Linked DNA regions of Mus musculus: region 1 is linked to region 2. The links are chromatin contacts, called in public Hi-C maps. All regions are on one chromosome and are shown on one strand. The core of a region is the stretch at or near the end of the contact, and the rest is flanking DNA. Distances in the headings are between cores, read along the strand shown. Region 1 overlaps Cradd (CASP2 and RIPK1 domain containing adaptor with death domain). Region 2 overlaps Gm29684 (predicted gene, 29684).

The links. A called contact is a pair of places that touch in the nucleus more often than the background predicts.
Region 1: a contact with region 2 is called in a Hi-C map of uterus, with 3 times the contacts expected there. The contact joins two enhancer-like sites. A contact is called at or near these places in 7 of 484 Hi-C or Micro-C datasets (cardiomyocytes, liver, macrophages and 1 more) and 1 of 115 datasets of contacts at active chromatin or transcription factors (embryonic stem cells).

The regions. Positions count from the first base shown.
Region 1 is chr10:95,231,430-95,234,147 of GRCm38.p6, forward strand. All of the region lies in intron 2 of Cradd (CASP2 and RIPK1 domain containing adaptor with death domain), which reads right to left. Among named protein-coding and RNA genes, the nearest start is that of Gm29684, 87 kb to the left of the region's middle. Within about 2 kb of position 1,457, at least 37 of the 459 cell types and tissues checked have an H3K27ac peak or open chromatin away from gene starts, as enhancers often do. A contact at or near this core is called in uterus, where this site is marked.
Region 2 is chr10:95,138,520-95,141,276 of GRCm38.p6, forward strand. The region is part of intron 2 of Gm29684 (predicted gene, 29684); the gene reads right to left. Among named protein-coding and RNA genes, the nearest start is that of Gm29684, 5.9 kb to the right of the region's middle. Within about 2 kb of position 1,307, at least 50 of the 459 cell types and tissues checked have an H3K27ac peak or open chromatin away from gene starts, as enhancers often do. A contact at or near this core is called in uterus, where this site is marked.

The sequences.
Region 1 (2,718 bases), core at 207-2,706, 93 kb after region 2:
TGCAAATCCCATCACTCCAGGTAACTTAGGCATTGCTATGAGAAAATGTGCTGTTTTCAAAGAGGCGCTACTTGTTTTGAGAAACTAAACATGTGTTACAGTACTGCTTCCAGCCTGACTATGGGCAGGTTAAACTTCATTTTAATTCAAACTGCTGCCAAGTTTAGGCCTCAGCACAGTCGTGTATGCAAACGGGTCCTTCGCTAAACCTTTACTTCTCTTCTTCAGTGGTCAATAATAAGACAACCACTTAGAATAAAGGGAGTGGTGACGGCCAACCATCTTACGCCCGAGCCACAGATACCCTCATAGCATCTGTAAAAAACTGGAGGGCTGCTAACATAGACCCATTTCCAAACCACCATCCGTTCCCTGTGAGTCATCAAATCAGCAATGACTTTTGGGAACTTGGAATGACACAGTCTTCTTGGGTAACAATGGCGCCATAATGCAATGGTTTTCCACTTGCAAGGTTTTTCAATTATTTATTTAGAGTGTGCGCAGGAACACGCATGCCTTCATATATGCATGCCACAGCACACATGTGCTGATCATGAGGGCTGCTGAAATGCACATTCCAAAAGAGCTGGCCTGTGGCTTCAGATCCATTCTCCTGCCTCACCTCCCATCTCACCTCAGGGGTGATGGGGTCACAGATCACCATGTCTTGTGCAGCTTTTTTACCCACCCTACCATCTACCTGACCCTGAATTTGATTTGGACAGTACCCAAGTGTGTATGTATGAAACGGAACTGTTCATAATCATAGAGTCTTAAAAGGCAGAGGTATTCTATATCCTATCCAGGGCATGCACACTATCTTCATAACACTAACAGATACACTATACTCTCGTCTCAAATCTCCAAAACTGTAAGGAGGTCTTTCCTACTTCACTTTAAGCTACTGGCCATGCCATGCCAAATTCTTCCTACTTCAAAAGATAAAACACAAACAGGGTTTAAAGCCCCCCCCACCCCAGATAGGCATCAGCCTAACCAGTTTATATGCACTGAAGTTACCAAGCCAAGGTGAGCTATCTTCTAAGATGCTGGGAGAACCGACAGCTGCGCAGAAAGATGGGAGACTCTGAGGAGCCAGACAGAAGGCAACCAAATCACTCTGGATCTTGAAAAATGGAAGAGTGGGAGTCCCTAAATGACAGACCACTGGGTTTGCTATGGTAAGGAACAGACTATCCCTAGCAGAGTTTATGAACGGATGTGATGTGTCATCCAGAGGTCACCATTGCCCACACTGCTGCTCTCAGGAGGTGACACTGACTTGTTCTTCCTCCTTCCTCTGAATATAAGCACAAGGAATGCTGACACAGAAGATTCACAGGCATGTGGGAGCCAATAAATACCAGGAAATGCCAAACAATCCAGGCCAGAAACGTATTTCCTTTTTAGACAAGAGTTGCTATTTTGATGGTCCAGAGGGATGACATAACCACAATATTATTGCAGCAAAACCTGTTTAAAATCAATACTCCGCAAAAGAAGCTAAATCAAACATGAATCTGCCTTACTGAGCCCAGATGAATTCCCTTGCTCGCAATCCCCTATGAAATCCTCCAACAATAGGATCGCCATTTAAATAGCTAGGAAGGAACAGAGGAGGGCAGGAGCACAGGTTGGGAGAATCGAAGTTGGCACACCTTGTGAACGCATAGGCTGTCTCCTACGCATCTCTTCCGTCACTTACAGCTTTACAGAGCAGCTCCCTGACACCAAGTCTGGTTTGCCAGGGATCACTATCAAAATTCTTGGCTCCAAACAGTCTCAAGTGGACCTATAAGAAGAAATCCAGATGGTCCGTTTCCAGTGCTGCAGATTACGCTCAGGGCTCTGCCCAGTGTAGGAGAGCACTGAGCAAGTGAGCCAGCCGGCAGCTACGTACGTTTCTTAGGATCATGGTATTCCATTTCCTTGTTTCAGCTATGACTCCACGCTGTGGCTCTTCAATGCCATCTATTGGGTTTATCTTGGTTTATGTGCCTGACACTATAGTAATTTAAACGGAAACATGCAATCTGTTTCAAAGCTTGGTGCTAGTAGGCATAAGAGTTGGGATGCTTACTCAAAAGAGGCAGTCATTCATTTCCTTCAGTGGTGTAGCCCCGGTATGTTGCCTAGGCTCCAATAAATAACTCCTATCCAATGCCAACATAAGCAACTCTAATAAAATCCAGTGAGTCCAAAAAATAAAAGGAAAGTAGGAGAGGGTTAATTGGGGAGATGGGGTCAGCAAGAGAGGGGAAGGGGGTTCTAAGGAACCAACATGATCACAATACATTGTATACAGACGCATACAAATGCATATATTGTAAATACGCCATACATGTATGAAACTGTCCCCTGCCAAGAGCCAGACACTAAAACAGGTCAGACCCGAATATGAATGTTGTCCTCTCATTTACAAACTTCAGGCTTGTTATGAAATCTCCCGTGGCCTGGTATTCTCTCTGTAAAACGGGGTTGATAACAGTAATCTCTACCATGCACAGCTGTCACGGGTACTAGAAAAAAATAATTAAATCCTCTTTTATTGTGTCCAGCCCTGAATAGAAAGTCAATAGATTGTAATAACTGTTATTATCATTACCTATCACATACACTGGGTTCACTCTCAATCACTGTTATATGTTAACGTTATTCCACCTGCCTTGAGCCATGAGCCTGGTTAGTCTCCACCTCCCCTCACTCTGGACTCAGTCA
Region 2 (2,757 bases), core at 57-2,556:
TAACTGATCTGAGAGTCCTCAGTGTCTGAAGTAGGGTGTTTGCATAGTGAAATGTTTTATGTGTCTTCTTACACTCGCCCTGACTCGCCAGCAAGAACGATGCTGCAACAGGATCCTTCTGCACACATTTATTGGGAGAGCTTGATTGCAGAAGCAAAGAGACCCCAGCCCAGAACTGGTGCTATGCATGGGTTATGCTTACCACCTCATTTGCATGCCTACATCTGATTGGTAACTTCTCTCTCATCTGATTGGTTAACTTCTCTCTCATCCGATTGGTTAATTCTCAAAACCTCATCTTGGCAAAAAACTTTACTGCCTATGTATGCATGATGGCCAACGGTAGCCAGCACCACCCTGCAATGGCACATGTGGCTTCCCACAGTGTCTCTTCTGCTCTCCCCTGGGATTTGAGGAAGGGCCTGCTTCCTGGTCTAACATGACATAGTTCTGTCGATGTAACAAATGACTCATAAAATGAAGAGGTTTGGTATGGCTCATAGTTTCAACCCATTATCAGAGAGACCCATGGCTGTTAGGCCCCGGATCTGGTTTCTGGTTTGCCTTGGAGGTGTGTGGATAGCAGAGCAAACTATTCATCCCATGGCTAAGAAGCAAAGGAAGAAAAGGTGGGGATTAAACAGCCAGCTCAGATGACAAATTGCTTGCCTTGCAAGCATAAGAGACCAGAGTTTGATGTCAGAATCTACTTTTTAAAGAGCTGGACATGATGGCAAATAGTTGTAATCGCAGGGCTGGGGAGCAGAAACAAGCACTACCCTAGGCTTGTTAGCCAACTCGCTTAGCCTTCTTGTCCAGTTCCAGACCAGAAAAGATTCTGTCTCTAAACAAAAGAAAAGAGTGGATGGTACGAGAGAAATTATACTTAGTGAAAGTGTAGACTCTCTCTCCTCTCTCTCTCTCTCTCTCTCTCTCTCTCTCTCTCTCTCTCTCACACACACACACACACACACACACACACACACACACATGTGGGGGAGCATGGGATGGGGAGGGAGGGAGAGAAAGGGAGGGAGGAGGAGGGGAAAGGAAGGAGGGAGAAAGAGAGGAGGGAGGGAGGGAGAGACAGACAGAGAGAGAGAGAGAGAGAGAGAGAGAGAGAGAGAGAGAGAGAGACTGAAGGTCCTGCAATCTCCTTTAAAGGTGAGTCCTCAGGGACCTGGGAGGAGGACATTTGCCACCCAGATGGCAGGGGTTAAGCAAAAGCAGCCTCTTCCCAGGACACAGCAGCTGGCAGGCCCAGCCTGCACAGGCGTTTTTTTGTCAGAAGGCCCAGTTCTCATCTCCACCCTCAGAAAGCTGCCAAGCCTTCCTCGGGGTTAGGCCACCCTGACCTCCATCTGTGGGTAAAAGAGAAGGGCGCTCGCAACTCAAGAAGCCTCTGCTGTTGGATGCCAGGGCTTCTGCTCCTCAAGATGACAGCCCTGAAGCCAAAGCAGCTAGCAAAGTGATTCTGAACCATCGTCAACAACAAGAACGTTTCCACGAGATTGTGGCAACGGAGTCCATTTTACTGTTCCGATTCCAATCCTTTGAAAACCGAAGAGCTACTAATGACCACACCATGTGGGAATGGGGGGGGGGGAGTGGAGAGGGGTGCCTTGTTCTGCTATTGGATTGGGTCTAAAATATTTGGTCTCACCCTGTCAAAGAGTATTATTTGGCAAGAGGAATTTAAAGATCACACTGGCTTTTATCTGGATTTTTTTTATTTAATTTTTTTTTTTTTTTACTTATTCACTTTACATCCTACTCACTGCCCCTCCACAGCCTCCCACAATCCTTCCCTCCTCCCTCCTCCCTCCTCCCCTTCTTCTCTGAGCAGATGGTTATGCCCTGGGTTATCCCCTTACCCTGGCACTTCAAGTCTCTGCAAGGCTAGGCACTTCCTCTCTCACTGAAGCCAGAAAAGGCAGCCCAGCTAATAGAACATAACCTATGTATAGGCAACAGATTTTGGGATAGCACCCTCTCCAGTTGTTTGGACTCACATGAAGACCAAGCTGCACACCTGGTATATATGTGTGGGGAGGCCTACCTAGGTCCAGCCTGTTTATGTTCTTTGGTTGATGGCTCAGACTCTGACAGCCCCAAGGGTCCAGGTTGGTCTTCCTGTGGAATTCCTATCCCCTTCAGAGTCTGCAATCCTTGTTATTCTTCCATAAGAGTCCCCAAGCTCTGTCCACTGTTTGGCTGTGGGTATCTGTATAAAATAGTCATAAGATGAAGATGGAGGGAGTGAACTAGGAGGGAGGGATATAGGGAGGGGAATGGGGGATTCAGGATCAGGTGTGGGGAAAGACAGGAGAGATGGCCATGAAAATGAATGGAAATCTGCAACTGACCAGAGTGAGGAGGTGCAGGGCATCTCTAGGACAAGACAGAGACCTGGGATGAGGGATATGCCCAAGAAGCAGTGTAGGGTGACTTTAGCTGTGACTCACAACATTGGTGATATGGAACCGGAAAAGGCCACCTTCTGTAGCCAGACAGGAACCCCTTTGGAGAGATAGGGACATCAACCCACCCACAAAATTTTCAACCTAAAATGAATCCTGTTTACATGTAATACAGGCATGGGGAATGGAGGAGAGACTGAGGGAATGCCCAACCAATAACCAGCCCTACTTGAGACCTGTCCCAGGGGCAAGCACTAACTCCTAAGCCTATTAAGGATACTCTGTTATGCTTGCAGACAGGAGCAAGATGTCCTTTGAGAAGCTCCACCCAGCAGAT